6 separate regions of the Mus musculus genome follow, and all the other regions are linked to region 1. A link is a contact called in public Hi-C, HiCAR-type and promoter capture Hi-C data. All regions are on one chromosome and are shown on one strand. The core of a region is the stretch at or near the end of the contact, and the rest is flanking DNA. Distances in the headings are between cores, read along the strand shown.

Evidence for each region. Promoter capture Hi-C pulls out the DNA fragments that hold promoters and counts their contacts. Hi-C and Micro-C count contacts between places; a contact is called where the count stands out from the background. HiCAR-type assays count read pairs that join an accessible place to other places.
Region 2: a promoter capture Hi-C map of pre-B cells shows a contact between it and region 1, with 3 times the contacts expected there. The contact joins the promoter of Rps6ka3 here to the promoter of Pdha1 in region 1. A contact is called at or near these places in 9 of 39 promoter capture datasets (the C10 cell line, the HPC-7 cell line, HPC-7-derived erythroid cells and 6 more), 2 of 484 Hi-C or Micro-C datasets (B cells and CD8 T cells), 3 of 115 datasets of contacts at active chromatin or transcription factors (large pre-B cells, memory CD8 T cells and thymic regulatory T cells) and 2 of 9 other capture datasets (adipose tissue and liver).
Region 3: a promoter capture Hi-C map of the HPC-7 cell line shows a contact between it and region 1. The contact joins the promoter of Eif1ax here to the promoter of Pdha1 in region 1. A contact is called at or near these places in 10 of 39 promoter capture datasets (the 3T3-L1 cell line, 3T3-L1-derived adipocytes, the C10 cell line and 6 more), 6 of 484 Hi-C or Micro-C datasets (CD4 T cells, the HPC-7 cell line, embryonic stem cells and 2 more), 9 of 115 datasets of contacts at active chromatin or transcription factors (T-cell acute lymphoblastic leukemia, astrocytes, double positive thymocytes and 5 more) and 2 of 9 other capture datasets (adipose tissue and liver).
Region 4: a HiCAR-type map of astrocytes shows a contact between it and region 1, with 5 times the contacts expected there. The contact joins the promoter of Map7d2 here to the promoter of Pdha1 in region 1. A contact is called at or near these places in 9 of 39 promoter capture datasets (the 3T3-L1 cell line, the C10 cell line, the HPC-7 cell line and 5 more), 1 of 484 Hi-C or Micro-C datasets (embryonic stem cells) and 7 of 115 datasets of contacts at active chromatin or transcription factors (the SCID.adh cell line, astrocytes, double positive thymocytes and 4 more).
Region 5: a contact with region 1 is called in a Hi-C map of LSK cells, with 5 times the contacts expected there. The contact joins the enhancer-like site here to the promoter of Pdha1 in region 1. A contact is called at or near these places in 6 of 39 promoter capture datasets (the C10 cell line, the HPC-7 cell line, pre-B cells and 1 more), 1 of 484 Hi-C or Micro-C datasets (LSK cells) and 7 of 115 datasets of contacts at active chromatin or transcription factors (embryonic stem cells, epiblast stem cells, extraembryonic endoderm stem cells and 3 more).
Region 6: a promoter capture Hi-C map of pre-B cells shows a contact between it and region 1, with 5 times the contacts expected there. The contact joins the promoter of Bclaf3 here to the promoter of Pdha1 in region 1. A contact is called at or near these places in 18 of 39 promoter capture datasets (the 3T3-L1 cell line, 3T3-L1-derived adipocytes, the C10 cell line and 12 more), 11 of 484 Hi-C or Micro-C datasets (CD4 T cells, CD8 T cells, bone marrow-derived macrophages and 6 more), 21 of 115 datasets of contacts at active chromatin or transcription factors (the NIH/3T3 cell line, T-cell acute lymphoblastic leukemia, astrocytes and 14 more) and 4 of 9 other capture datasets (adipose tissue, liver, macrophages and 1 more).

What each region holds. Positions count from the first base shown.
Region 1 is chrX:160,135,617-160,140,603 of GRCm38.p6, forward strand. Pdha1 (pyruvate dehydrogenase E1 alpha 1) reads right to left here and starts at 2,814. Exons shown (of 11, transcript NM_008810.3): 1 at 2,640-2,814. The coding sequence starts at 2,696. Gm39547 (a long non-coding RNA gene) reads right to left here and starts at 2,631. Exons shown (of 2, transcript XR_878293.1): 1 at 2,165-2,631; 2 at 1-474.
Region 2 is chrX:159,252,704-159,257,690 of GRCm38.p6, forward strand. Rps6ka3 (ribosomal protein S6 kinase polypeptide 3) reads left to right here and starts at 3,079. Exons shown (of 22, transcript NM_148945.2): 1 at 3,079-3,485. The coding sequence starts at 3,417.
Region 3 is chrX:159,369,971-159,374,957 of GRCm38.p6, forward strand. Eif1ax (eukaryotic translation initiation factor 1A, X-linked) reads left to right here and starts at 2,208. Exons shown (of 7, transcript NM_025437.5): 1 at 2,208-2,445. The coding sequence starts at 2,430.
Region 4 is chrX:159,412,401-159,417,387 of GRCm38.p6, forward strand. Map7d2 (MAP7 domain containing 2) reads left to right here and starts at 2,172. Exons shown (of 17, transcript NM_001081124.2): 1 at 2,172-2,492. The coding sequence starts at 2,297.
Region 5 is chrX:159,506,882-159,511,868 of GRCm38.p6, forward strand. Gm39546 (a long non-coding RNA gene) reads right to left here. Exons shown (of 3, transcript XR_878290.2): 2 at 1,840-1,980; 3 at 668-1,061. Among named protein-coding and RNA genes, the nearest start is that of Gm39546, 7.2 kb to the right of the region's middle. Within about 2 kb of position 1,935, at least 57 of the 459 cell types and tissues checked have an H3K27ac peak or open chromatin away from gene starts, as enhancers often do. A contact at or near this core is called in the HPC-7 cell line, LSK cells, embryonic stem cells and 2 more, where this site is marked.
Region 6 is chrX:159,530,328-159,535,314 of GRCm38.p6, forward strand. Bclaf3 (Bclaf1 and Thrap3 family member 3) reads left to right here and starts at 2,341. Exons shown (of 12, transcript NM_001033472.2): 1 at 2,341-2,508.

The sequences.
Region 1 (4,987 bases), core at 1,564-4,063:
AAAGAAAAAAATTTAAATTCACTTGGTCTTACAGACTTTGAAAGCTTTCACCTCCATTTAAAACTAAAAGTGCAACTTTTGTAAACCCTTTCAAAGTTTCGCATCCAAAAAGTGTGAGGAGACAGAGGCAACTTTACAGCCTGAGGCAAAATCTCCATGTTTCCCTGATTGTTAAGGGGGAAAACAACTAGCAGAATAAAAGGTGGAAAGGTACAAAGCACACAGAGGCCACAGCGTAAGATAAGGGCTCTGAACTAAGGCACAACTCGGCAGCCATCAAAGAGCAAGTGCCTAACACCCCCCCCCCCTCGCCTCTGGGTATCCTTGGCTACCAATGGTTCTTGTTACACAAGTTCGGCTGGCCACTGTTTACTATTGGTAAGGATCTTTTTGCAGGGCTTAAATTAAAATTTAAAAGTCTTTTCACCCACCTGTACAACAGGAAAAACTAAAACCCTCGAGCCATTTTGTGTTCTGAGGGCGGAAATAAAGAAATCTGCAATTACTTAGATTTGCAAATGATAAGAGATACGACTCCAGAGTTTGAAACACTCAGAAAGGCTTCAAGAATGGTTCCTAATTACCATGTAACAACTATAGACACAAAGAAAACTAGTGGCTGGGCGTGCTGCTCCACTTCTTTAAGAGGCAGAGGCAGGCACCGATCTCTGATCGGAAGCCAACCTAGTCAACATGTGAGTTCCAGGCCAGCCAGGAGCTACACAGTGAGCCCCTTACATAAAGAGACAGAGACACAGAGACAAAGACAAAGAGACCTACTTCTCTTCCTCCTTAGCATGCCGGATGTGGTCACACAAGATTTTAATGCAAGCACTCCGGAGGTAGAAAAGCAAAGAGGTCTGAGTTCCAAGACAGCCAGGGATACATAGTGAGACTTTGTCTCAAAAAAAGAAAGAAAGAAAAGAAAAGAAAAGAAAAGAAAAGAAAAGAAAAGAAAAGTTAAAAAGCTACTTTCTGGATATGTTCCACCACAACAAAAAGTGAGAAAAAAACTGGGTACTTCCTATGGTGAATTCGACTCTAGAATCTATTTCTTTTTCCCTGCTGTAAGGTGAATTTAAAGGAAACGGTAAACGGCTGTCAGACAAAGCGATACAACACCTAAGGTTAGCTTCTAGTGTCGAAGGAAGATTTAAAAGTGTTCCCAGCTTCCTAGTACCCTCTTATACTCCAAAAGAGGAGCACATGTCTTCAAAGCAGAAGGTATGATTTTTATTGATTTCGGACTCTAATGCAACTTATAGAAACTTTGATTCTAGTCAGAGCTGTTTATTTTTTCTTTCCACTGAGAACAAAGCTTCTTTTCGTTTTCAATTTTATTTCATGCCCAGCCCCCAAGCTATAAACAAATTTCCCTTCAACTAACAATTTCTGCACACAAGAAACTTGTTCAAACAAACTGAAAATCAATGATGCACTTTTAACACGCGTGAAGATCGTGGCCGAATTCAGGACACATACTAAGAGCTCAATAAATGTTGGCTATGTCGTAGAAATGTGCTTTGCTGCCGGTTCAGATTCAAATGGTGGTTTTCCATTCCTTGATGCAATTCCTAGAGAAGGACATTTCGACCTTTCTACAACCTCCCCACACTGAGCAGAATTGCATCAAATCCTAAAGAAATCAACAGAACCAGAATTACAAGTCAAAGCCTGATGACAGTTACACCAAGAGAAGGCAACCTCTGTGTGGCTAGAGGTCAAAATGCTAAAAGCTTAGGTATTAGACAGCTCTTAAAGCCGGGCCATAAGTCTTAACCTCTAATCCCAACTCTCCGAAAACCATTGCTGTTTTCTTTCGCTACTTTGAACTCTAAGCCTCTGTGTGTTTAAGGGTAAAGGCGGCTTCCTCTGGGTTATGCTCGATTGCTCGAAAATTGACTGCCAAGAAAAAGTTCAGAGGAGCAGGGAGTGGAGGAAGTTTGTTTTCCGTGAACCTGACCTCCCTGAACCTTCCTCAGAACAGAACACAGGTGATCCACAAATGCTCACGCAGCTGGACACCGGCCCTTGGCAGGTGCCAGGCAGAAGGGTTGGCATTCGTGCCACTGACCAACTCAAGATAACCACCCCCCCAGAAGGTAGCGTCCTCAGAATCTCCATTATGGAGATGAGAGAACTAGGCCCTCAGACGAGTTTTTACATATCCTGCTTCTTGATGGTTCCTGGTGCCAAGGCTAGTAAACGAAGAAGTCGGAGTGCGCACGGAACCTGACTCCCGGGACTGGGAGCTCTTTATTTCGTCTTACGTGGCCTCATAGCCAAGAGCAATGACATGAAGGAGAGTGGAAGTCAGCGGAGTCCAGAGAGGCTGGAGCAAGCCCAAGCTCCGCCTCCCAGTGTCCCGTAAGGGACGAGCAGTTGTGGGGCGCTGCAGGGGAGCTGGCGTGAAGCTCCGCTGGGGGCGATCGGGGGAAGCACAGCGGACCGGGCCCGTTCTCAAGCCGCTCTTCCCCCGGCCAGTGGCGACACGGACTGCGCGGAAAGCCCACCCAAGTCCCGCAGCTCGTCCCCAGCCCCCAGCCGTGCGCTCCAGGGGGGCCCGGTCCGCCCTCTTCCTGCCCCGCCTCAGGCCGGCTCCAGCCCCACCCCGGCCTCCCGGGATCAGGCGACCTCACCGGCTTCTGCGCAGAGCCTGCCAACACGCGGGATACAGCGGCAAGCATCTTCCTCATGGAGCGCAGCAGACTCACGCGGCGGCCGCGGCACCCAGGCACTCAAAAGGAGTGGTGCGGGCGTCCCCAAGTCTCCTTGAGGCGCCCGGAGCCGAAGCCACGCCCAAAACGCAGTGACGGAGTCGCGACGGCATCACACGCCGCGCTAGTCTGCAGGCCAACCAGAATGGTTGCTGGCGATGGCTACGCCCTTCTGAGGAGGAACATGTGGCCGTCCATTAATTAACTAAAAAATGAGGTGGGGCTGTGGCTGGAGGGTGAAGAGGCCGGTGTCCCAGGGCGCCTGCGTGGGAAAGTGGGGGGCCCCGGGGCGTGGGGAAGAGGCCTCTCCTTCCTTTTGCCCTGAGTACCACAGACCAGCGAAGAAGTGGTGAAAGCGGGTCCTGCCCTTTGCCCAGTCGGGCCTGTGGTACAGCTTTGGCAGGCAGCCTTGTTCCATTACACAGAGAAGCCATGGTGCCAGGGCAAGAAAGACAGATCATCTGGTTTCTAGAAATGGTCCTGCCACTAATTTGTCTTTAAAAGGTCACATATTCCTTGCAAAGTGTTGCCCTGGTTGACTTGGGTGAGATTTAACAGTTAAATGCTGGATGTTGCTGGGTGTGGTGGCACATGCCTGTCATTCCTTCCTTAGGGAGTCTGAAGTCAGATGATAGCCAGAGTTGGAGGTCAGGCTGTCTGTTCAGTTCAAGACAAGCTTGGACTACTTAGCGAGGCTATCTAAAAAAAAAATCAAAATAAGTAAATGAAAGCAAATATTAATCGTTGACCATAGACATCCAAGAGTTTAGCTTTAGCGTTTATTCTTTGATTTTTTGTTAGCTTGCTTCTTTTCATGGGGGACTCAGTTATAGACAAGCAGTTTGTCTGTCCTTTATGCTTGGGAAAAGGCAGAATCCTGTATCTCCTGTGTTGTTGTTACCCAAACACTATTAAGATTAGGACACGAGACTTTATGAGAACACGGGAAACGTGCAGATGATGATTTCTCAAAGTTCAAACTGTTGCCTGGATCGGTCAGCTTCACATTATCACTGGGTCAGAGAAACAGAGGCTGACTTTTCCATTCAAATGTCCAGCATGGATTGGCCAGGTAGCATTTCTAGGAGGTCACTTGGGAACCCAGGATAAAAAGTCCTCTAATATTTGCATTTATGATCTCCATGGATGAAGGATGAAATGAGTGCTGTAGTGATGCATTATAACTCACGGGAAAGAAAGAGCCACAGATCCTTCACAAATACGCAACTGAATAAGAGAAAAGAGCAACATTGCCTGGAATTCTGGTGCCGGAGAGGCAGAGACACGAGGATCCCAGGTGCTTGCTTGTCCATCAATCTAACTGAAGTAATAGCCAGGATAAGTAAGAGACCCTGCCTCAAAAAGTTTAGCTGAAGAGTGACTGAGGAAGACTGACCTGAAATTAACCTTTGACTTCCGCGTGCATGTGCACACACAAATATACACAGATTGAGTGGGTGGGAATCACCACTTCACAAAGACACCATCACCACTGCAGGCAGGAATTATCAATAGAAGCTAAAATGAATGGCAGGAAAAAATGAGAAACAAGACTTTTGCATTATTACAAAATATCCTCCAACAAGAAATTTATCATTACAAAAGTTAATGCCTTAAAGAAACTGCCCTGGGGAAACAAGGGAACCAGTGTTTTCATAACTAGAATATTTTCGTTACAACCTTTTCTTTGTTAAAAAAAAAAATTACAAAGCCAAGGCTCAAGATGGCTCAACAGGTAAGAACACTTGCCACCAAGTCTGAGGGCTTAAGTGATTTGTCCTTTCATGTACACACACACACACACACACACACACACACAGAGAGAGAGAGAGAGAGAGAGAGAGAGAGAGAGAGAGAGAGAGGCACACAAGTACAGAAATTGAAAGAAATAACAATATGTACTAACCAGTACCCTCAGAGCTCCCAACCAAAGAAAACACATGGAGGGACCCATGGCTCCAGCTGCATATGTAGCAGAGGATGGCCTAGTTGGTCATCAATGGGAGGAGAAGCCCTTGGTCCTGTGAAGATTCTATGTCCCAGTACAGGGGAATACTAGGGCCAGGAAGCAGGAGTGGGTAGGTTGGTGAGCAGGGGGAGGGGGGAGGGGGGAGGGGGTTTTCAGAGGGGAAACCAGGAAAGGGGATAACATTTGAAATGTAAATAAAGAAAATATCTAGCCAGGCATGGTGGTGCAGGCCTTTAATCCCAGCACTCAAGAGGCAGAGGCAGGTGGATTTCTGAGTTTGAGGCCAGCCTGGTCTACAAAG
Region 2 (4,987 bases), core at 1,829-4,328, 880 kb before region 1:
GAGCGGCATGATTCGTGCCAAATTCCAAATTTCAAAGCAACCTTCCTGCTAATGAGTGCCATCAGACACAGACTGTGTGATGCTGTGCCCCTCCTGATTGATGAAAAAAAAATAATAATAAAAGTGTACAGGGGATGAGGCAGGGATAAATATTGTACTCTTAGTTGATTTTTTTTCCCTAAATTATCCAAGCAAAGAGGATTAGTGCACTACTTTTGGATCTGATTAAATAAACGGAGGAAACACTTCCCCATCATTTTCTTTTCTTTATTTTCAGAGGCAGAGAGAGAGAGAGAGAGAGAGAGAGAGAGAGAGAGAGAGAGAATGAATTGTATTTTTCTAAATCAGTTCCCAGTTCAAGAAGACATCTGTGGTAGGGGTGTTTGAACCCATACTTACCAGTCAGTCCCCACAATTGCAGTTAACCTTGTTTTCAAAGTTATTCCAGGCAGGGTCTGATGCTACTGGCCTGTAACTCCCAGCTACTTGCTAGTTCGAGGCAGAAAAACTACAAGACTTAATCTTAACTGGGAGACTTCGTGAGAGCTTGACTCAGAACAACAACAACAACAAAAAAGTCTTGGGAATATAACTGAGAATGCTCGAATACTGTGAGTGAGGGAGGCCCCAAGGTCAATCCGGAGAACTACAAAAAATAAAATTGAATTAAATTACTCTGGTTTGTTTTCAGGGTAAACAGAAACCATCAAAAGTTGGTTCTGAAAACAGCACACAGCATGCTTTGCTTTTAATTTTTTTTAATTACATTAATTTATTTGTTGAATATGTGTGTGCCTATGTGTGCCAGCCTAGGAGATCACAGGACAACTTCTAGGAGTCAGCTCTCTCTCTGTCTTTCCACCATTCTTGTCCAAGGGATCAAAACTCAAGTTATCAAACAGCAAGTGTCTTTACCCACTAAACAAACCCTCTCCCTGGCTCAAAAGGCTTATTTTATATGGTTTCTATGGGGTAATTAGTGCCAGAGTGTGTTTGGACACATAATTTAGGTTTTCTGTGTATAAATGCAAAACAATACATAATTCCATAACGTCAAACTTCTTTGAGCACGTTTATGTTTTGTTGTTGTTGTTGTTGTTTTGTTTTGTTTTGTTTTGTTTTTTACATCAAGACAGCGCGGCCAACTAACCTGTGTTAGGGCCCTGGTTGTACTTGCAGCACCCGAATCAAAAATGGTGACAATCTCCTCGTCGTGCCTCTCTCCTCCAGTTTATTCTGAGCCTGCCTAGTTGTTGTTTAACGCGATCTGTCCCTGAGTTCAAGGCTGAGGGAGGGGGCTCTCAGCAAGAATTTCCGGCTGCCCCCCCCCCCAAAAAAACAGTTGGAGCTTTCATCAGATGAGGCTCCTAGGCCTGGAGGGGCAAACTGCAGATGGCAGCAAAAGGAGCCCAGCACCTGTCTCTGTCGGACCAAGCAAGAAACCTCGCACAGCTCCCACAGCCCGGGCCAGCTAGGTGTGGGGTTGTAAGGTCATTCTCACACCTGCTGAAGGGAGTGAGGCGGGGACACTCCAGGTGTCTGGATCCTGGGATGATTAAAGGAAACTGTTAAAAGGCATGCAGGGAGAGCGCAGCGGGGGGACGCGCTGTGGTAGCCAAGCGTGGGAGGCTAGAGATGCCTCCCTCCAGGCCTTGGGGACTGGGGAGACAAGCTGGCCTGAGATATGTGGACTGGGTAGACAAGCTGGCCTGAGATGTGTGTGTGTGTGTGTGTGTGTGTGTGTGTGTGTGTGTGTGTGTGTGTGTGTGTGTGTGTGTGTGTGTTTCTTTCCGATGCAGGGCGGTTAGCCAGGGGCTGCAGTAGCTTTCCACTCAGCCCAGCGACTTTTACACATCCCAGACATACTCAGCGCATCTAAGCAGCGGGCTCGAGAACCCAGGACTGAGCCTTCCCGGAATCCACTCAGAGCGCCCAGCCATTAATTCTCGAACTCTTAGAATTCTGTGGCTCCGTTGCCGACTGAGGATTGGGTTCCCTTAACCTAGGGCTTCCTCTTCTCGGGCAGGAGGAGGAGTCACAACCTCCCCTCCCTTTCTCCTCCGCCTACGACCAGCTTGATTTAAAAAAAAAAATCTAATCTTTTATTTAAAGTCAACGGAGAAGCAGGAACCCCGCGCTCCTGCCTAGAAGATATTTTTACTAACTCCTTAATCTCTGCCAAGAAGGGCAACCTTAAGGAACCTGTTTTCTTTTAAGCTTTAGGTAGCAAGGGAGGAGTGTGACAGTCTGGGCCGAAACTCGAGGGCTCTATGCACTTGGGAAGGGTTATTAGGGCGGAGGTAGGGTGGGACGAAAAATTTCCAAAGTACTAAACATTGAACACGAGAGTCAACTCGAAAAGCTTTGAATCAAATTGGGAGCCGAACGTACGTATGTGTGGCTAGCTCCCGGGAAAGAAGCCTCTTGAGTCCCCGTCCAAGCAGGAGAAAAGGGGTCAGGTGAATGAATACCCAGCTTGTGACCCTGAAGGAGGAGAGTCTTGGGCCAGGAGGGGATGTGCCCATAGCCTAGGCGCGCCCACGCGCACCCCTGGAGGAGAAAGGCCGAAAAGACACCTCCTGCCTCCGCCTGGGGCTGCTACCACCGGACTGCGCCCCCAGCGCCTTGCCCAGCTTCACCAGCTGAGCGCGAACCCCTCTGCTCTCCTATTCTCAACTAGTCTCCGAGCTGTTAGGACTCGTGGCAGTCAAAGGCACCTCGTCCGCCCCGCAGAGCCCATTTCTCTCCCCACCCCATCTCCCGCCAACGCCCCCAAATTTTTTGGGCTCGCCCTTCCTGAAAGTAGGCGAGGCCCAGAAGCTGAGGCTAGAGAGAGGAGGTGGAGGAGGAGGAGGAGGAGGAGGAGGAGGAGGAGGAGGAGGAGGAGGAGGAAGGGGTAGGAGGTGGAAAAGGGGCGGCGCCGAGCGGCCAGCCAGGGGGCGTGTCCGGCACTGGCCCCGCCCCTGGGTGCGCGCGGTGGTGGCGGAGGCCGCCCAGCCTCGCTCTAGAGAGACAGGTATCGCTTAGACGCCATGTTGTGAGCGGAAGTGGGGGAGCGCGCGGCCGTCGCTGTTCTGCTGGGATCGGGCGCGGGAAGCGGCGGGGAGGGGAGGCGGGGGGCGGAGCCGTAGTCCGGGCGGCGGAAGGAGGAGAGGAAGAAAGGGGCGAGCCCTGGTGCCTGGCGGCGGCGCAAGGCTCTCGCTTGGAGTGCGGGCGGCTGTGGCTAGGCGCTGGGCGTTCGGGTGGTCGGCGTCGGCGTCGGCGTCGAGCTCGCTCTCGGGGGAGCCGCGGCTGCCCGGCTGCTGCTTCTCGGCTCTGCCTTGGAGCTCGAGTGGCTAAGGAGCCGAGCCGGCTGTGGGGCGGGTGGGGAGGGAGGAGGCGGTGAAGGCGGCGGCGGGCCGGGGAGGGGGGGAAAGATGCCGCTGGCGCAGCTGGCGGACCCGTGGCAGAAGATGGCTGTGGAGAGCCCTTCCGACAGCGCGGAGGTGAGTGCAGCCGTGCGGCAGGGCAGGCGCGCCCCTTCCCCACGCCCCCGCCGGCGCTAGCTCTCTTCCCCGGAGCTGCCCCCCTTAGACCACCTCCGCCGCCGGCTCACATCTTGTTCCCGGGGCGAGATTCTGCTTTGGGTCGTTGGGCTTTGCCGATCTGTCTGTGTCTCCTTCCCGCACCCTCGCCTCTCCCTGCTTTTGGGGTTGGGGGGTGCCGGTGTGGCGGCGCGTGGGGTTTGGAGTGGGCGCTGAGGCTTTGCAAAGAGCCTGTTTTAATCAACTTTGCGTGGGGGAAGCAGGAGGCAAAGCAGGAGCCGGCGGCGGGGAGTTGGGAAGTTTGGCCCTGCCGGCTCTAGGGTCTTCTCCGGAATCTTAGAGACTTTGGATTCGGTTCACCAGGAGCCAAGACTTCAGTCTGGCCGCCGGAGGGGTTTGCTACAGGGAGACGGGCGCCCACAGGGCAAGGTGGGCGAGCCAAGCCGGGAGGGTTTTGAGTAAGGGGTCCAGGACTGAGGGATCCCCCCACACCCCGGTCAGTCTGCCGCAGCGCTCTCTGCCGCTGCTGCAAAAGAAAAACGGAGCGCCTTAGGTCCCCTACTCCTAGGTTTTGAGGTCACTGAGTTGGAAGACCCCAGTATAACTTTTGCTTCCTGTCCATGGAGGTGAGCGGGTGAAATTCAAGGAGATCAGCGGACGCTGTAAAAGGGCTATCTGATTTTCCTCTCCCGGGATCTGATGATCGGCCCTGAGATACCCACCCCAGTGTCAGAAACCCAAACAGTATACCCAAACAAGGCAAAACAGAATTTCCGCGGACACATCCCAGCACCGAGCTTTTCACAGCCGCCACTGTCCCAGAATCAACTGGCGATCTAAAAAAATAATGCAGACAAGATCCATTCCAGGGTATCAGCGCTCCTCTCCAGAGTGGAAAATCAGTTCCTGATGGTGGCGCGTCTGTGATTCCTCTTTCTTGACTTTTCGCTGAATTCTATCCTCGCAGCGGACTTTAGGGGATTACAGAATGATAGGCTGGGTGTGTGTAATAGTTACTGAGCGAGTGACCCCATTTCTGGAAAGCATGACTGAAACGCGGGGGTGGAATGGGGCAGGCTCTGATGAGTGGTGTACTTGGCGGCAGCCACTGCCCCCATCGGCCTCCGCAGTGTGAGAGGTGGGTAGGGTTACTGGTTACGTCAGTAAAACTCGGGCTCAGTTTGGTGTGAGATGCGGGACGCTGACATTCTCTGGGAGGGGGGAGAGGGGGAGGGAGGAATCCGTTCAGATCGTTTTTTCTAATTTTTCTCCCCTGTCACCTCCACTACCATATAAAAATATTTACTTGTTCTTAAATGCAGGAAGAGTTGTAATAAAGCTTACAAGTTCATGCTTAATAATTTACTACTGGATAATGCTGTTCTAAAATAGCAAAGACATAGGTATATGTTACTTTTTTTTTTAAAGGAAAGGCTGGTGTAAAAAAGGAAATCGTGTTTTTA
Region 3 (4,987 bases), core at 958-3,457, 770 kb before region 1:
TGATTACTTATGTGCCAGGCATAACTGCTAAACACCTGGCATACTACATTAATTCCCAGGATGAGAGAGCTGAGGCTTACAAAGGTGATCTAGTTGTCCCGGATCATAGAGTAAGAAGTTTTGTAACAATCTGTTTAAACTCAGGTCTCTCTAAACTCCAGAGCCCAATCTTAGAAGCGTTTGGAGTTTCAGCCATTCATGGTAGTTCATTTCTGCAATCTCCACACTGTAGAGATGGAGGAAGACTGGGCTACATAGTGAGACTTGCCCCCCCCCAAAAAAAAAGCCTGTAGGGTGAAAAAATACAAATGAAAAGAGAAAACCAGAACCTTTTGATTCCCCTGTCATTTTTCATTTCTTGAGAGCTGGTCTCACTGTATATGTAAATCAGAAGTTCCTGCCACCTCAGACTTGGAGTGCTGAGTTAAAGGTGTGTGGTAACATGCCCGGTTTCCCCTGTCATCTTTTAATTACACTCTGAGAAATCTATCTGTCGCTGAGTTTCTCGGCAGGGCAGCAGCTGTAGGATGCTTGCCAGCATTTCTGGCCTCTACTCTGGCATCAACATCATTCCTTCCTACCTCCACTCCTGACAACCAGAAATGTCTCCAGACATTGCCAAATGTCTATGGTAGAGAAGTACTGTTGGTTCATTATACCTTATTTCTCTTTCATTTAGTCTCCTTCCCTAGAGAATGTTAAAATGCTAATGTTCCCAAGAGGATCATTTAAAATAAGCTTACCTTTAAATTTCTTTATATTATTGCCAGAATGGAGGGGTAGGTGTGGCTGTCAGAGGACAACTTTATGGAGTTGGTTCTCTCCTTCCACGAGTTCCAGGGACTCAACTCAGCTTGCCTGACTTTCCTGGTACATGCTTTTACCTACTGAGCCATCTTGCTGGCCCCAATAAACCTAGTTTGAAGTGAAGTTAGTTGTTCTGAGAATCTATGCAGTATTCCTTTGCTGGAACCACCAGAATAAAGAATGGGAGAGCGAGTTGTTTAAACATCAAAAATGTACGTTCTCTTGACTGTGTTGTGTGTTTTGTAGTCAGGGTCTTACTATGTAGCCCAGGCTAGCCTGGAACTCACTATGTAGCCCAGCTTTCCCATAGATTTGCAGGAATCCTCTTGCCTCAGTTTCACAGGTGCTAGGATTATAGGCATGAGTACCAGGCCCACCTACTATTTTGCTCAGTTTTGAAGATTCCAAGTCTAAAGTCAAGGTAGAGACAAATCTGGCTTCTTCTGAGGTCTTCATGGCTTGCAGATGATTACGGGCTCAGGAACTGGTTGTTCTTTTTTATGCCTCATTATGCCTAGGTACTAATTGCTTTTGTTTTGGTTTTGGTTTTGAGTTAGGGTCTCACTCTGTAGCCTTGGCTGGCCTGTAACTCATAGTTTACTTTCCTCTGCCTCCACAGTACTGGGATTAAAGGCCTATGTTACCATGCTAACGTCAAGTCTTGGCATCAAGTCTTAAGGATCTCATTTCAATATAGGCTCTTTAATGATCTTATATCCAAACAGAGTAATATACATACAGGTTAGAACTTCAGCATGAATATTGGGAGATTTGGACCCTAACATCGACTTTCTTCCATTCCTTTTATCCTATGTCTGCTGAGCAACCTACCATGTGCAGGCATTCTGTTGAGCATTATAAACAGACTTAGCTACAGTGAGTTAGGGACAAGATTTATTTTTAAGTATCATGCAAATATTCTATTAAAGTTTGGAAGAGGATGGCAGAAGTGCCTTCTCTCCTTCCCCCTTAGATTTCCAGCTTGGTTGGGCTGGTGAAAGGGCCCCATTAAAACTCAACTCTGAGGTTAGTGAGTCAGCACCTTGTCAAGCCTGGGGCTCACTTGGCTAGGAAGCCGAGATGATGCCCAAGCCAGCAGCCTGCACCACCTCAATTTCCCCTCCTCTCCTCCAAGCCTCCACTGTGACGCAGGGCCCGGGCCCCTCCCGCCCGGGCCCCTCCCGCCCCCTTCCGGACGCCGGAGGCCCCACTCCACCTACTGCGTGCCCACTGGCAGCAGTGAACGCCTCCCTGGCAGGCTTCTCCCTAGGCTCCCACCCTAGGACTGCCCCTTGGCCACGCCTGCGCCTTAGAGTCGCGGGAGGCTGGGCTCCGCGGGCGGGCGGGCGGGCGGGCGGGCGGGCGGGGGGGGGGAGGAGGGCGGGGAGGAGGAGGAGGGCGGGGAGAAGCCCCGCCCGCTGCCGCGACGCCATTTGCCACTGCCGAGCGTGGGCACGGGAGGCTCTCGCAAGCACGGGTGACCAGCCTCTCCTGAGCACGCTTCCCGACCTCCCGCACGGTCTTCGTGGCGCGCACTTCTCGGCGTTGCCCGTCGGAGTCACCGCAGTTCCTGCCGCCAGCCTGAGTGCGGTCCCACACGCTGCCAGCCAGTCTTTGCGGCCATGCCCAAGAATAAAGGTAAGGACGCCGCCGCCGGGACCGGGGCTCTGCTCCCCGCCGGCTCCCTGGCGCTGCTCTCGGCCTCGAGGTCAGCCCAGGCCTCAGTGACCTTCCTGCCATCTTTTCTTGCCTCTCCTCGGGCTGCATTCTCTGCGTCCTACTTGGAGCTGGGCAGAAGCGCAGGGAAGTTACTCCTGGCTCCCAGTTTGGCCACATTGGGGTGGAGCCGACGCCATTTTTTTTTGTAGGGCCTCCTGTGTGAGAATATGGGCTCGTGCCCCCGATTCGCGCCACATTGACCGCGGCGCCCGGGGGACTCATGGGAACACCTGCCTCGGACTTCTTGGGCTCCCAACACCTGGGGAGTTAAGCCCTGGGAGCCAATCTGAACTTTGAAAAAGGGTGATGCCTCGCTTGCTTTCGTGCCCATCTGGCACCTCCTCCCTAGGATTTTTTATGGACACTTAGTTGGTACTGGTGAGGCCGCACCCGTGTAGCCAGTGGCCAGTACTTTGATGCATTCGCAAATTTCATCCCTAGAGAATCACTTTGCTCCATAGTTTTACCGGGGCTTAACTTTTTCCACAGAGCCCTTGACCCACATTGAGCCAACTTTTCCACGTTTGCTTCTGATCGTGTATATATTTTGATAAATAAAAAAATGATTACAAATTCTAAGCAGAAGTGCAGCGTTCCTAAGATCATTCTCATTTTTATATATTTACAGTATTTTGTGGTGTTTTTTTTTTTATGGGATCAAATCTATCTTTACCAGCACTCTACCGCTTTGCTTTGCTCTGTCTGTCTCCAGGCTGCCCCGGAACCCTAAACTAACATTGAACTTGGGATTCGCTCGCCTCAGCTTCCCGAGTAGCTGGCATTACAGGCTTGCTATATTCGTTGTCCTCGTAATTTCTCAAAAATATAAAGTACAAAGTAGTGGAAAGCTTTTATTTCCCACAGGAGAGGAACACATTACACAGGATGAACTTGGGTGGGGGGAGGGGCGCACACCTTTACTCCCAGCACTAGGAAGGCAGAGGCAGGTGGATTGCTGAGGTCAATCAGCCTGGTCTACAGAGTGAGTGCCAGGGCTACACAGAGAAGCTCCCTTTTTAGAAAAAAAATAAAAATAAAGCCTTTGGGCAGAAGAGATGAACGCCTTCCTGGTTAAGAGAACCAAAGTTAGGTTCTCACACCCACATAGGGCTGCTCATGACTGCCTGTAACTCCAGCCCCAGGGGATCCAATGCCCTCTTCTGCCTCCCCCACCCCTCCACAATCACGCACACATTTAAAAAAAAACCATAAAAGTCTTTGCTCATTCATCCTTGGGACCTTGTCCCATGTCCACCCACTAGTATTCTCTTCTGCTTGAAAGTTGGTTCCAAGAAGTCAACTTAATTACTCTTTGTGCCTATCACCATTTACATTAGCCCACTGAGTACTTGGTCACAGTTTTGTGACAGATTGATTTAAGAGAGTCTTACAGTCCTTCCCCTAACTCTTCCCACAAATGTAACAGAGGACTGATTTGTCTGCCCTCAGTGGGAGAGAAGATGGTGGGGGTCGGGACTGAGATACACTCTCAGAGGCGGGATGTTGGGGGACAGTCAGGATATAAATAAAAATAATTAATTAATTAAAAAATTAAGTTAGGCCAGAGGAAAAAAGATAGTCTTGCTATGTGGCCCCAGCTGACCTTGAACTTGTCTCCATATCAATGCTAGGCCTCAAAAATGAAGGTTGCCAGTCTTTGTGCAAGGATTGTTGCTGATTGTCTTGGAAAAGGTGTGATTATAAGCATAATATGTTCACACTTTTCAAATTCCTACCTGTAGATGTCCCTCTTCCAAGATGGCAGCTGGACCACCTCAGTAGATGAGGGGTCTTAATCTCACCCTAACTCTAGTGACTACTAGATTTCCAGTTGTCACACTAGTTGTAAGCCCTAAGAAGATGAGAATGGTGTCAGTCATAATCACACTGGCTCAGTAGTACTTAGCCTAAAAGATGCTCAATAAATATTTGTTGGACTTACTCACCTCGTCTGGTGACTCCACCCATAGGTGAATGGTAAATTCTCATTTGGTTCCAAGGAGACAGAACATCTACACTCTACAGTCTAGTTGCTAGCCTAGTATGTTTTAAGATGTATCCTACCTGGGCTTATTTCTCTGAAACACCTCTGTAGTTTCAAGAGAGGATTTGAGGATTTGAGCTTAAGAACTAGGCAAGTCTTTTAGAAAGAGTGGGGTTAAATAAAGAGTGGTTATTCGTTTTGTTGCTGTTCTGTCATACTCAGGCTTGGTCTCGTTTCATTCTTTTTTGTTTTGTTTGTTTGTTTGTTTGTTTGAGACAGGGTTTTCTGTGTTAACCTGATTGTCCTGGACCTCAATCTGTATAGATCAGGCTGGCCTCAAACTCCCAGAGATCCACCTGCCTCTGTCTCTGGGATTAAAGTTGCACTGGGCTTCATTCGTTCAAAGGGAATTTGAAAAGCACTTGATTTCGTGGCAGTAAAATAGAAAGGGGAACAGTGGGGACTCTTGGGATTGCA
Region 4 (4,987 bases), core at 922-3,421, 720 kb before region 1:
TACTCCAGAGGCAAGAGCCAAGCTTGGTGGCTCACAACTATAAATCCAGAATTTCAAAGCCAAAGTGAGGAGGATTCCAAATCAGCCTAGGAAATACTGCGCAATCTAGAACAACCCTACAATTACCCAGTGTCAAAAACAAAACAAAACAAAAACTAACAAAAGAATTGATAAACGGGATCAAAGGAAATCACAAAGCTCTTTACAGCAGGATTTGTTAAGGGAAAAATAAGTCGGGTTTCACATGCACAGGGAGAGCTTGGTAAAGTGTGTGACCGGTACAATTTGTGCTTGATGAGACCCCAGGGAGGTGGGAGATCCGCAAACAAAATTACTTAGCTATTACATATCACTCCAGTCAGAGCAAATATCAAGAAAGAAAGATGAAATGGCGAGGACATGGGGACCAATATCCTTTACACATCACAGGTAGGAGTGTTAATAAGAGACTACACTCCAAATGTTAGCAACAAGGGTCTTCTAAAGCTAAAAGTACAACTACCATACGACCCAGCTATACCACTGCTAGGTATGTACCCACAGGATCAAAGTGGGCATGCAATAAAGTTACTTGAACACTTATGTTTACTGTGGCACTTATATTTACTGTGAGTTATTTATAATAACTCGTAGAATAAATGGTTATAAAAAAGATGGTATAAATACATAATTGAGTCTAATTCAGCCATAAAGAAGAAAAATTAGGTTATTTGTTGGAAAATGTATGAAAATGGAGATCGTGTTGAGCAAAGTAAGTCAGACTCAGAAAGAAAAAAAAATGTAGCCAAGCATAGTAGTGAAGGCCTTGAATCTCAGAATTCAGGAGGCTGGAGCAGAAGGTCTCTTTTACATAGTGAGTTCAAGGCCAGCCTAGGCTACATGGGATCATTTCCTCTTCATCCCTAAAACAAACAAACAAACAAATAAACAAAAAGACAAATCTAAGTCCAGCATGGTTCTTTATTTTTCTAATTCTAGCACTCTGGAGGCTGGGGCATCAGACTTGATTGCCTCCAGAGCTTGAGAGCTATCAATCTAATTTCATACCAGCCTAAGCTACAGAATGAGACTGCACAAATCAAAACGAACATAGGACACGCAGAATCTACATTTTAAAATTGTATTTAAAGCTCACACGTATATGATGGGGAAATAGAAAGGAGATTTTTAGGGAAGAGGAAAGGGTCTGGCGAGAGAGAGGAGAGGACAAAAGAGGGTGATGAGAGTGACAATATGATCAAAGGGCAGGATAAGGTTGGCTGTGGTAACTCATGCCTGTAATCCCAAGACTTGAGAGACTGAGACAGGATGGTTGTCATGAGTTAGAGGCCAGACCAGGCCTGGGATGTACTATAAGGCCCTGTCTCAAAATCACTCCCCACTAGCTCTGCAGTGGTGGCACATGCCTTTAATCCCAGCATTCAGGAGCCACAGCCAGGAGATCTCTGAGTTCGAGGCCAGCCTGTTCTACAGAGTGAGTTCCAGGACCTCCAGGGCTACACAGAGAAACCCTGTCTTGAAAAACAAAACATAAAACAGACAAAACAAAACAAACACCAGAAAAATTGTCACTACCACCCTCTTGAAGCACATAACAGACATATGAAAATGGATGATGAAATGCATTATTTTATAGGATGAATATTTGGCAAATATATAAAGAAAGAAAGAAATGAACTGAAACCTCATTGCGGTAAAATGGATCCTATGGCCCTATGGCATCTGCACATGCATGTGGCACTGGCCCATGTGGTGACAACCAGAAAACCTAGCTATGAACGGGCACTAGGAGCTGCAGGGCTGTTTTTGTGCAGAGAGACAGTGTGAACACGTGCGCGCGCGTCAGATGTGTGCAAGGTGTGTGAGAAACTTTAAGTGGATGTGTGCACGAGTGTGTGGAAGCGTGTTTAAACCGAGTGTGCAAAGAAGCCTTTTGTAAACTCTTAAGAAGAAGCGCGCCAGGTGTGGTGTGTGCGGACACTGGGGATGCTGAGCCGTGAGGACTTGTGGAGCGGACACTGCGCGCGCACGTTCGGCGCCCCGGGTGCGCCTTTCACAGCAGCCCGAGGGGCTGCGAGCCGGGAGCGCGGAGCCCGTGCGGTCCCTTGGCGCGCGCACGCCTGCGCCGGCTGAGCAGTGACGCACCGGCGAGTGCGGGAGGGTCCGGTGCGGCGAGCCCGGGCAGAGGGAGGCCGGCGCGCAAGGTGGGAGGCCGCGTGCGCATGCGGACCCGCGCGGGGCCGGTGCGACACAGCGGGCGGGCCAGACAGTGCGCCTGTGCAGCCCGCGCATCCCGATGGAGCGCAGCGGTGGGAACGGCGGCGGCGGCGGTGGCGGCGGCGGCGGCGGCGGCGGGTACGGCGGCAGCGGTGGCGGTGGCGGAGGAGCCGGAGTCCCCTCGGAAGGGGCTGCCAAGGGCTTGTCGCTGCTGCTGGCCAAGTCCGCGGAAGCGGCCTCCGGGAGAGCCTCCCAGTCCACCCCGCGGTCCGCAGGTAAGGGCCGGGGAGCACTGGGCAGGCCGCGCTGAGGACCCCCGGGGGGGGCGGGGCGGCCAAGGGCTGTCGCCCGGTCGCCCTTTCCGGGGGCCTAGGTCAACCTGCCCTGGGGGACTTCAGGCTGCGTCTCTCTTTCGGCAGGTGGCGGGGTCCCCTCGGGCTTGGCGTGTTTGCGTGGGCGAGTTTGTGGGGGGTGGCTGGAGAGCGGAGGAGCGGGTATCCTTGGCCACGGCTGTCCCCGAGGTATGGCTCGGCACCGGAGGAGGGGGTTCCGGGATGGCGACCCTGTGGGTGCGGGGGCCCGCTGAGGTGTTTGGACTACAGGGATTGCGGCTGGCTCGCTGCCTCGCTGGCTCCCACCCTCCATCCTAAGGCGCGCAGACGGGGAAGCCACAGCCAGCCACCAAGGTGGCCCAGCTTTGCGGTTTACTTGGCCTCTCGGGGTTGGGAAAATAATGTCGCATCGCCCGCGGGGGCAGCGACGGTTCATAAAGGGAGCAGGGCCACACGCGACTGCTGAGACGACGACCCCTCCCCCCCCCTGAAGTCGCTGAGGTAGTGGTTTCCCTACTGGGGCGTCTGGCCCCTGCCGCTGCCCTTTCTGGTACGTGACTGCGTGGCGATTGAGTGTTCTAGCCCACGGGACTGCAGCTGAGAGCTGTCGCCAAGGGGTGTGGGGATGTGGGTCCCTGTTCCTTCTGCCCAAGGGGACGGAACATGGTGAGGACGCTGGGAAGAACGTGATAAGCGCCTGCGTCTTCTGGTTCTGGGGCTAACCTTCTGTGTACTTGCAGGTGGTGCGGAGGTATACGCAGTGAGGAAAAGCATTTCATTCCAATTTTCCTGGCGACATTTTTTTTAAATGTTAATAATGAGAACTAATTCTATATTCCATCTTTCATTGCAGTTTAACATTCGAACGAAAAGAAAAAAATAAACCCTCACACAATTTGTAGAATTTGGGAATTATCGCATCGTGGAGTATTTCCTATATGGTGGAGGGGGAAAGAGGAAGGACATCAACTGAACGGGCGTGTGGGTTGTTTATGTGTTTCTTCGTTTTGAGACAGGATCTGGCTCTTTACCTTACGTTGATCTGGATTCCCGTGAGCCTTCAAGTCAGCATGACCAGCTTGAAGATGCTGCCTTAGTCACTTGAACAGTTCTTTTTGTTGGGATAGAGGGGACTATCTTACTGATCTGTCTGTTGCATCATTCATAGAAGGGAAAGGAAGGCTAAATTGATTTCTAGTTTGTGTTCTCGTGTGTTATTAAATGCACAACTTAGTAAGACATTACAGGATAGTGATAATACCTGCCCTTTAAGTCTAGACTTATATTTTCATTCCTTTTGCTTGAGAAAGGCCATATCTGATAAGAACCCAGAACCCACACATCGGAGTCTGCTCTCTGTGGTAAAGGGGATTCCATGCAGTAAAACATTAGATGTTTTTTGAGTTTACATTTTTGTTTGGTGGGGATTTGAAATAATAGATTATTTTGATGTTTCTTGTGGTAGAGAAAGGGCTGTATTGTCGGATGTCCAGTTTATCTGGGATTTTAATTAACTTGAAGGAATTTAGGGGGCAGTTCTTTTTCCTATTGCTCAGTTGCAATGTGGACACTAGTTTTATTTTGGAATTCCTAAAATAATTCTAGGTTTTAAATATATAGCCTGTTATAACCATTTAGAGGTCATTCTTAATAGTTGTGTGAAAGAAAACGGATTTTTTTAAACTTTATTTCAACAGGGATGGGATGGAGACAGGTTTATGTGATGCTATATAACCCATATTGGGCATGAATTCATGTTCCCGTTTCCCATCACCAGCATTTCTGACTAAAGTTTTGTTTTTCTTCTGTGTGTATACTTGTGAGTTGCAGTTTCCTGTGGCTGTGTGGGGATGAGCTTGTAGAGTTCACAGGTTCAATTTAGGTCTCATTCCTCAGGCACTTTCCATTTGGTTTTTTTGAAGCTAAGTCTCTGACTGGCTTAGAACTCAGGGTTTTGGTCATGCTGGCTTGTCAAGGAGCCCCAAGGACCCACCTTTTCCAGGCTCCCCAGTGCTAGCTTACAAGCACATTCTACCATATTGAACTTTTTCATGGGGTCTGCGATCGAGCTTAGTACTTGCATGGCAAGGACTTTACTCACTAAGCTTTCTTCCCAGTCCCATGTTTAATGTTTTAAAGATTTATTTGTTCATGTATTTTATGTATATGAGTGCTCTGTCTTCTCTCACCCCAGAAGAGGCATCAGATCCCATTACAGATGGTTGTGAGCCACCATGTGGTTGCTGCGAATTGAACTCTCGAAGAGCAGTCAGTGCTCTTAACTGCTGAGCTCTTTTTGGTTTTCGAGACAGGGTTTCTGTGTAGCCCCGGCTGCCCTGGAACTCACTCTGTAGATCAGGCTAGCCTTGAACTCAGATCTTCCTGCCTCTGCCTGCCATATGCAGGGATTAAAGGCGTGCACCCTGACCACTTAGTCT
Region 5 (4,987 bases), core at 685-3,184, 630 kb before region 1:
GTTCAAGGCCAGCCTGGTCTACAAAGTAAGTTCCGGTACAGCCAGGGCTACACAGAGAAACCCTGTCTCGAAAAAAACAAAAAACAAAAAACAAACAAAAAAAAGAAGCTCACATAGACATGTCTTTTTCCTTTGTGTTAATTTTGTATCAATTTTATGATTTATTCTTATTATTTTTAATTATATATGTGTATGTGGATGTCGGTATGTGCATATGAGTGGAGGTGCCCATAGAGACCAGAGGCATCAGATCCCCTAGAGCTGGAGTTAAAGGCTATCGTGAGCTTCCAGACATGGGTGATGGGAATTGAACTTGGGGCCCCTGCAAGAGCAATATGTGTTCATTACTGCTAAGCCATCCTTCCTGGTCCCACATATGAATTTTTATTAAAAAAAACCCTACAAATATATAACTTTCAAAATGAGTACCACACCACTACGTATATTAAACTACAAAAGACTTCATCAGAAATAATTTTTAAAGGATTATTTATTTTATGTATATGAGTACACTGTAGCTGTCTTCAGACACACCAGAAGAGGGCATCAGATCCCATTACAGATGGTTGTGAGCCACCATGTGCTTGCTGGGAATTGAACTCAGGACCTCTGGAAGAGCAAGCAGCCAGTGCTCTTAACTGATGAGCCAACTCTCCAGCCCCAGAAATAAGTTATGGAACCAGATTTTATTTATAAATTCATTATCCATCTCTCTAGGAAATAAAGGCAAGGACTCACATAAACAAAGAAACAAACAAACAAACAAACCCTGAACCCTAAGCCTACTCCCAAACATCCTTTTCCAAACAGATCATTTTTGTCTGTGCTCTGCCATTGGCCCCGCTGTTACAGAAGCAAAGCGGCCCAGGCGGATATATCGTTCAGTCAGGAAAGCAGGTGCTTGCAAGCGTAAGCACCTGAGTTGAGTTGAGCTCCAGAACTCACTCAAAATACCAGGAAGGGTGACACAGAGTTGCAATTCCCGCACTGAGGAGGCAGAAACCAGAGGATCCCTCGGGGCTAACTGGCCAGCCAGTCTAGCCCAGTTGATGAGCTCCAGGCTAATAAAAAAAAAAAAAAAACTATCTCAAAGGAGGTAGATGACGACATTCATACAAATGAATGACACCTGAGATTTTCCTCCAGCACCTACACACACATATACATACAAGAGTACACACACACCACATACACAAACACACACATACACACACACACACACACACACACACACACACACACACACACACGCAGGACCATGAAAGGCAGCCTGGTTCCAGGTTGAACAAAGGTTAGAAACCCCAGTGACCCTGAAGGGACTGCAGGCATTTTGCCACGCTCCTGGACACTAGGCTCCTGGCAGAAGGCCATAGCCCTCCATAGACGTGTCCTTCAGTCATGTAAGGGCAATGCCCCAAGCCCCTCTGTAGGTAGAAGATGTGACCACAGATCACATAGCCTCAAGACAGAGCTCCATTTTAATGAGGTAACTAAAGGCCTGGAGACAGCCAATTAAGCTTTCCTTCCCAGACACTTCTCCGTGTAAAAGGTTATTTAACATCAGGCCCGCCCTTTCCGCCATGACAATAAATGTCTTAAGACCATGGACTGTCTCTTTTCACCAGCATCCGAGGGACCGAGCCAGAGCTCCCCTCTTTCCCCCTCTGCCCCGGGCTAGATCCAGCCCTCAGACCCCCCACTGTGTTCTCGCTCTTCCACAGCTCCCAGCTGTGCCTGGGTGCCCAAGAGCCCGGGAACCAGACATCTCCGGCCCCCCTGCAGGCCCGGAACTCCGAGCCAGCTCCTGCAGTCCCAAGGACCTTAGACTGTCCTTCTTACCCCTGGAGCGGTGTTCCGAAGCTTCCAACACCTGCCCGGCAAACGGCAGTGGCTGGGGTCAGTGCAGTCAAACTTTCCGTGTCCCACCTCCCTGAGCGGCCTGAGCCCTGTAGCAGAGCAAACACGGGACTCCCAGTAATCCTACACACACACACACACACACACACACAGAGAGAGAGAGAGAGAGAGAGAGAGGCATAAAGTAAAGGTTATCCAAGTGGTGCATAACTCATCTCTGCATTGGACAGTAGAGATACGAAGATCAATAGTTGAAAGTGAGCCTTGGCCTACATGAAATCTTGTCTCAAATAAAAAAATAAAAAAAATAAAACAACAAAAAGAAAGAACAGTGACCATGCCCCCCCCCAAAAAAAAAGTTTGTATCACGGGCCAGAAGAAAAGGAGAAGTCAAGGCCAGCTCAGCATTACCCATCAACTGTCATTAACAATTAGCAGGAAACACATGTGGCTCTTTCAATGTGTGATCTAAACATTGACGTTAATACTGCGACCACACTCAATACAACCTAAAATAGAACACACACACAAACTCTGGGGAAATCTAGGCCAGCAGTGTTTTCAAGGGACAAAGGAGTTATCTGCCCTACTTTATTTTTTATTCCTAACAGCCTTTTCAAAAAAAGCCACATAGAAGGGGAGCTGCAATACACGTCAGACCCACCTATTAATTTTCCTCTGAATCTCTCTCTTTCTCCAACAAATGACATGGATGGTGAGTACTTTGCCTAAGCCTATATCAAAGCATGAATTAATTGCCCTTTAAATTTTTTTCTGATTTAAGCATATAATAGTCATTATTCTCTAGAGGAAGATGTATATATGTGCACGTATGTATGTGTTAGTATGTATGTATGTACATTCTGTTGTATAGCTTTTTTTTTTTTTCGTTTTTTGAGACAGGGTTTCTCTGTGTAGCCCTGGCTGTCCTGGAACTCACTCTTTAGACCAGGCTGGCCTGGAACTCAGAAATCTGCGTGTCTCTGCCTCCCAACTGCTTGGATCAAAGGTGTGCGCCACCACTGCCCGACTTGTATAACGTTTTTTTTTAAAGATTTATTTATTTATTGTATGTAAGTACACTGTAGCTGTCTTCAGACACACCAGAAGAGGGCGTCAGATCTCATTACTGATGGTTGTGAGCCACCATGTGGTTGCTGGGATTTGAACTCCGGACCTTTGGAAGAGCAGTCGGGTACTCTTACCCACTGAGCCATCTCACCAGCCCATAGCATTTTTATACTAACAGAAAAACTCCTTGCAGGAGAAAGAGGGGACTCATGATACTCAGGATGTAAAAAAAAAAAAAAAAAAAAAAAAACCACAAGTCCAGAAAAACTGTAATTTCCAAGCTGAGAGCTGCAAGATATACCAGGCCTATACCAGGCCGGTCACCAGTGCTCTCCAAATAAACAATTGCTAGGGAGGAGACGGAGACTCTTGGAGGGCTCTAGGGGCTTTCGCCAGACTTACACCCACCTGCCTCCGGTCAAGGCTAGGCCAAGTTCCATTCTCCACTCACTGGAATCTTCTTGAGTAAAAAATTCTCAGAATGTACTGACTGATGTCACTGGACCCTCGGGAAAGTCCCAGTAGAGTTCCAATGCAGGCCATGCTTGCTAGCCGATAGAGTTAACCTTGCTGACGTAACCTGTGTCTCTGTGATGTAAAAACTGCTTGTAATAGCCATTTAGGGTCGCCTTCTTGTCACTCACCTCAAGGGACCGATTGAGGGTTGACCCTGGAAAATAAACCTCTTGCTTTTGCATTGATCTGTGTCCCAGTGTCTCACTAGGGGGCATCGCAAAGTAAGTACCATTGACCGAGGGTTGGGGGGGAGGTCTTACATTTGGGAGCTTCATCCAGGATTCGAGGAGACTCCCCTAGTGACCACCCACTAGACTTATTGGAGGGAAAAAGACCAAGCACGACAGCAGGCGCTTATTCATAAGCGTTTGTCTGTCTGTGTCCGTTTCTCTGTCTTTTGCTTTCACTTTTGGCTCGAAAGCACAGTGTATTGGCTGGAAAGCCTCTGGTCTGCTGCGGTCAATGGCGGCAGGCAAACGTGCCTCTGACCCTGGGGAATCTGGAGGACGCTTCAGGCCCCACCCCCACCCCCGGAGGGAGTTGGGATGACTCTGCTCCTTTTGGAAGCAGCAAGACACAGCATTAGTGGAAGCCGACCAAGTCTTGCTATAACCTGGTTTCTACACCCATGGCAGGGGCGAGAACTGTCTGTATAACCTGGTTTCTGTGCCTGTGGCAGGGGCGAACTGTCTGTGTGTTGATTGTCTTTTTCTGTGTTCTTGGACTTGGACTGACGTTATTTTTGGACATAAAACAGACTGAATCTACCCGGTTAAACATCCTAGTTAACCACTGGAGGGAAGTTAGGGAAAGAGGAGAAAACTTGTCAGTAGTAGGAGAAGTTAGTTACTCTCTGCTTCTCTGAATGGCCCAACTTCGGAGTAAGGTGGTCACCCGTAGGGACTTGCAGGTGATCAAAGCAGTAGAGGAGAGAGTCTTTAGGCCAGGATCCCTCAGGAATCCAGACCAAGTGCCCTATATAGTTACCTGGAAGAATCTCATGGAGGGCTCCCCTTACCCCCATGGATAAAAGGGTCTTTCCCTAAGACCCACCTGGCAGGTTCTGGCTGTCAGGGAAAAGGAAGCACGGGAGGAGGGATCCGGACCTGAGAAGAAGTCGATCCTCCAAGACCCTTCAACAGTGGACCTTTTGCTCCAAGACCTTTCTCCTCCATATTCCCCTACCCTTGCCCCCCATGGCCCCACCAGTGCCAGAACCAGTCCCAGGATCCTCAGTCCATAAGGGTGCTATTGCACCCCCATTTACCAGAGGGAGGAGTGGGAGGAGATCCCCCCCAACTGGTCCTGCTATGGGGACCCAAAGTCTGAGAACTACCTCCCCTGATACCACAGTGGCTCTCCCACCTCTAGACAAGAGCAATCAGGCTATGCAATATTGGCACCTCTCTTCTGCCAACTTGTACAACTGGAAGGCCCAACATCCCCCTCCTTTTAGATAACCCCAAGGGGCTGATTAATCTCTTTGAGACTGTTTTATTTATTTATCAGCCCACCTGGGATGATATCCAACAACTCATGAGAG
Region 6 (4,987 bases), core at 1,091-3,590, 610 kb before region 1:
GTGCTGTATGAGTACAGTGCACTCTTCTGCTGTATCACGTCTCTATCCCCATACACTGTATATTAATGCTTTTGTTCAAAGATATGATTCAGGGGTTGAGGGGGATAGCTAAGCAGTAGATAACTTCCTTATAATATACACAGAGCTATGGATTCAATTCCGAGCACTACAATAAAAATAGTAAATGAAAAACACAAGTAAATGAAAAGCACGAGTGGGGCTGGAGAGATGGCTCAGCAGTTAAGAGCACTGACTGCTCTTCTGAAGGTCCTGAGTTCAAATCCCAGCAACCACATGCTGACTCACAACCACCCATAACGAGATCTGACCCCCTCTTCTGGTGTATCTGAAGACAGATACAGTGTACTTACACATAATAAATAAATAAATAAATAAATCTAAAAAAGAAAAGAAAAGAAAAGAAAAACACGAGTGAATGTAAAGTCCCCAAATGAGAAACTCTGGAGGTAGGCCCCAACAAGAAGAGCCTCTGTGTGAGTCTGATATACACTCAAGTTGAAGAAGCAGTTCCTATCATTTGTATTCCCTGTAAGGCAGTTGAATAGTGGGATTGTGGGTAGCTTAAAATGTGTTTGTCATGATCTGTCAACCTGACTAGATTGAGATGCCTAGTGACACACTTCTGGGTGTATCTGTGGGGGTGTTGTCAGAGATGATTGACATGCAGGAGAGCAATTGAGGGGGAATGTAGCTGTTCTGAATGTGGGTGGCAACATCCCAATAGGCCTGGGGCTCCAAAGGAAAAAAGGTGGAGAAATGAAGATTCCTAGCCAGCGTGTGCAAGCTTTATACTTCTTCAGCAGATACGTCTAATGGCCACGGCATGTTCTGTGGCCACCAGATTCCAGAGTCTTTAGCGTCTCAACACTAACTCACACAGAGACTCTCTAAGAAGCTTGTAGGCAATTACAGATGCCACTTCTTCTGAGACTTCCAGCTTTCTTGGACTGCATAGCTAACGTAGTTTTGCTTCTTCCGGGGGCCAATAGTCATTGTTTGGATTATCCAGGATCGAATGTGGGTCCTACTCTAACAAATCCTTCTTTTGCAGTTGTGTATGTGTTTGTGTGTGTTATGAGAGCTTCTTGCTAGCATGCTTGCACACCGAGTGCACGGTCCTGGGTTCCCTCTAGATACAGCAGGCAGAGAGTGATAAATGGGGGTGGGGGGGTGGCGATCCTAGGGAGATAGATTTATTACTATAGTGCTTGCTTTGCAAGGATCAGGACCTGAGTCAGAGCCCTAGACCTTGTGTAAAAAGAGACAGGCATGGTGGCACATGCTTGGAACTCCAGTAGTGGGGAGGCAGAGCTAGGCAGATTCCTGGGACTTGCTAGCCAGCCAGCTTAGCCTACTTGGAACGTTCCAGGCCAGTGAGAAACCCTGTCACCCTAAACAAAGGTGGACAATCCTTCTCAAGGAATGACACCTGAGGTTGCCCTTTGACCTCCCCCCACACCCCACACAGGGGAAGTATACATGGACATACAAACAGAGCACTATAGGCACAAAAGAGGAGGAAAATGAGGGTAGAGAGAAAGGAGAAAGAGAAGAAAATAAGAAAATATAAAAGAGAGGAGAGCAGAGAGGGGTTGGTATTTATTGGGACCATTAACCCATTTGGAAAGCTCAGAAGGTCCCGTTTTCCAAGCAGACCCTTCATTTGAGGCTATGGGAAATGGTGAAAAGTTGGATGATTGGTTGCAAATTAAATAGGTGGGGACAGAGGTCAAGGAGAAGCAGGCTCAGATATATAGATGGGCCACATAAAGAGCTAGACGCTAGCCGGGCAGTGGTGGCGCATGCCTTTAATCCCAGCACTCGGGAGGCAGAGGCAGGCAGATTTCTGAGTTTGAGGCCAGCCTGGTCTACAAAGTGAGTTCCAGGACAGCCAGGACTATACAGAGAAACCCTGTCTCGAAAACCAAAAAAAAAAAAAAACAAAAACAAAAACAAAAAAAAACCTTGGCCGATACCTCTGCCTCTATCTGCGGATACTGCACACAAGGCAGGAAGATCAAGGGAACCAAGTTGAGGGCTGACTTCTAGGCCGCGATCCTCAACTCCAGAGTCCCAGACTTGCACCACCTGGGGTGCTTCTCTTCCTTCTAGCCAGATCAACTCGCGAGCGCACTTTAGTCTCTCAGGGAACCGTGGGAGAGCGCAGCCAGCAGAGGGCGCTAGAGAGCCCGCGGGCGCCGTCTGGGCGGGGCTGGACCCGAGCTTCTCCTCCTTGAAGGCAAGTTTGGGCGGGAGGCGGACACTGTGGGCGGGGCCAGAGGGGGTTGGGACCAGACCATTCCGGAAGGAAGTGGTTCCGGGTCCCGGCCCGCGGGGAGAGCTGGGTGCTGGTTGGAGCAGGAGGCGGGAGCTGCGCGACGGGCGAGGCGGTGAGGGAGCAGCAACAGCGGCGGCGGCTGTAGCGGCGGAGGCTTCGGCGACGGCGACAGCGACAGCGACGGGCTCTGGTGACGACTTCTCTGAGGGGTGAGCGGTCCGGGGAGTGGGCAGAGTGAGGAAGCCCGAGCCTGGGAAGGAGGGAGGGTGTGTCCTTCGCCCACGAGTGGCGGTTCTCACGGTGGCGGGCGGGAACGGGACTGCGGGCGGACTTGGCTTCTCCGGGGACCTCATCCCTTCTCCGGTTCACGCTGGGGCCAGCGCCTTCCCTAAGCGGCTGCCGCCCCTCGAGGCTCAGGCTCCCTTGGCGCGCCCGCTTGGCTCTCTGCCCTGAGGGGGGGTGGGTTCTGAGGCTGTCCCCGCCGGTGCTATTCCTGAGCCGCCGCCAGCTCGGGCACCTGCCCGCCCCCCCCCCCAACCCCCAGGTCTGCCCGCCCACGGCGGCGGGCAGGTGGCGGCGCCAGGCTCCTGCCGCGTGGGTCCCCGGGGACCAGGGAGGGGGCGGTGCCGGGAGGCTGAAGCCCGAGGACGCGGAGCCCTCCGGAGCGGAGCGATGCTCCCGGCTTTGTCCGCCAAAGATGCTCTGGCCTCGGGAGCCGCATCCTCCGCGGACAAGGTCAAAGGCTAGTTAGCTAGCGCAGACCTCCCTGGGAGGAATTCAGTCAACTGGGCCACCGGTCAGGACCGCCCTAGAGAAACTTAGCCCTCGAAATATGCTTTTTTTTTTTTGTTTGTTTTGTTTTTTTTTTTTTTTTTGAGTTACACCTTGAGTGACTGCTTCTCTGGAACACATTCCAAACGGCCAGGAGAAAATAGGGCCCTCGAGGCTTCCGGTCAGGCTACCTTTTTAACTTTTCTTTTCTTTTATAAGCCTGGAAAGAAAAGCTAGGCCCTTCCCCATGGCAAGCAAGCACTCCACCGTAGAGCTATGTACCTTTTGAGATAGAGTCTCACTCAACACAGGATGCTGTTTAACTCATTCTATTGGTCAGGCTGGGCAGTCCTCGAACTTTGTACCCACTCTCCATCCTGAGTAGATTATAGGCCTGCGTGGCCAGGCCTGGCATATTTAAACTTTTCTTTTTCCCTAGATGTGAACAGGTCCAAAACTTTAAAAGGCTTGTTTGTTCATTTATGTTGAGGCTTTCTTTTTTTCTTCCTTTTTTTTAAAAAAAGGGAGTCTTTAAAGAAAGGATGGTCTTGAACTCACAGTGTAGCCAAGGATAGCCTTGAGTTTCTGACTCCCGGTCTCTGGCCCCTAAATGCCAGGGTTGCAGGTGCATGCCAGTCATGTTTGTTTTATTTTCCTCGGTTATTGATAGCAGTTCAGCTTCCCAGTTACTCCGTGTTCTAAAAAAAATAAAACAAGTTAGTAAGGGTTTTTCTAAGTGAACAAAGTTTGAAGTTATGACTTACTTGAATTATATCTGATTACCTTGTCCAAATCACTTAACTTTTTCTAAGGTATTTCCTCAGCAATGAACAAGGGATTATAATGTGTGTCTTACCTTTTAGGGTCATATGAGACATTTATGAAAGTATATTTCACATACTTTGTCTTACTTACTGCAGGTTTTACTTTCTTGTAAAAATTTCAGAGCACAGAAGCATTTTTTTTTTGTTTTTTTGAGACAGGGTTTCTCTGTGTAGCCCTGGCTGTCCTGGAACTCACTCTGTAGACCAGGCTGGCCTCGAACTCAGAAATCCACCTGCCTCTGCCTGTGCCTCCCTTGTGCTGGGATTAAAGGCATGGGCCACCAACACCCGGCGCACAGAAGCATCTTGAAGCACAAAAATTTTAAATGTAAACTTTTGGAGCTGGGGAAAATGGCCCAGTCAGTAATACTTGCTGTGGAATCATGAGAACTGGGGTTAAGATCCCTTGTACCTGAATAAAAAGCCAGCAGCAAAGTATTTATCTCTAATTCCAGCTCTCAAGAAACAGACAGGAGAGTTTCTGAGGCTGGCTAACCATTCAGATAAGCTGAAATGGTGAACTTCAGGTGGTATAAAAGATTCCTGTCTTAAAAAAAAGTTACGTAGAGAGCTACTGAAAAAGATCTATTTCTCTGCTCTTCTTGGGCATACACACACACACACACACACACACACACACACACACACACACAAGGACATACATATTTCTAAAAGGTCTAGTTTTTGAAATCTATTCTGGGGCTAGGTATGGAATAGCATTGGTAGAGTACTTGTCTAGCATGTTTGAAGCCATGATTTGTATTGCCAGAACTCAAAAGGTAAAGACAAAAAGATTGCAAAATCATGTGTGAGGTGTGTGTTTCTTGCAGTGCTGTGAATTGAGCTCAGGATTTCCTACATGCCAGGTAATCACTTTGTACCAGTTTAGCTGTATCACTAGCCCTCAGTTTTTTTGTTTTTTGTTTTAGTTTTTTGTCAAGCAGGATGCCACTGCTTAGCTCATGTTTGCCTCAGGCTCTTGAGTGTTTGGATTACAGGTATGTGGGACAAAGTTTGGTTGAGAAGCAGAAGTTTGAGGCCAGTCTAGGCACTATTAAGACCTTGATTTAATTTTTTTTTCAAGACAGGCTTT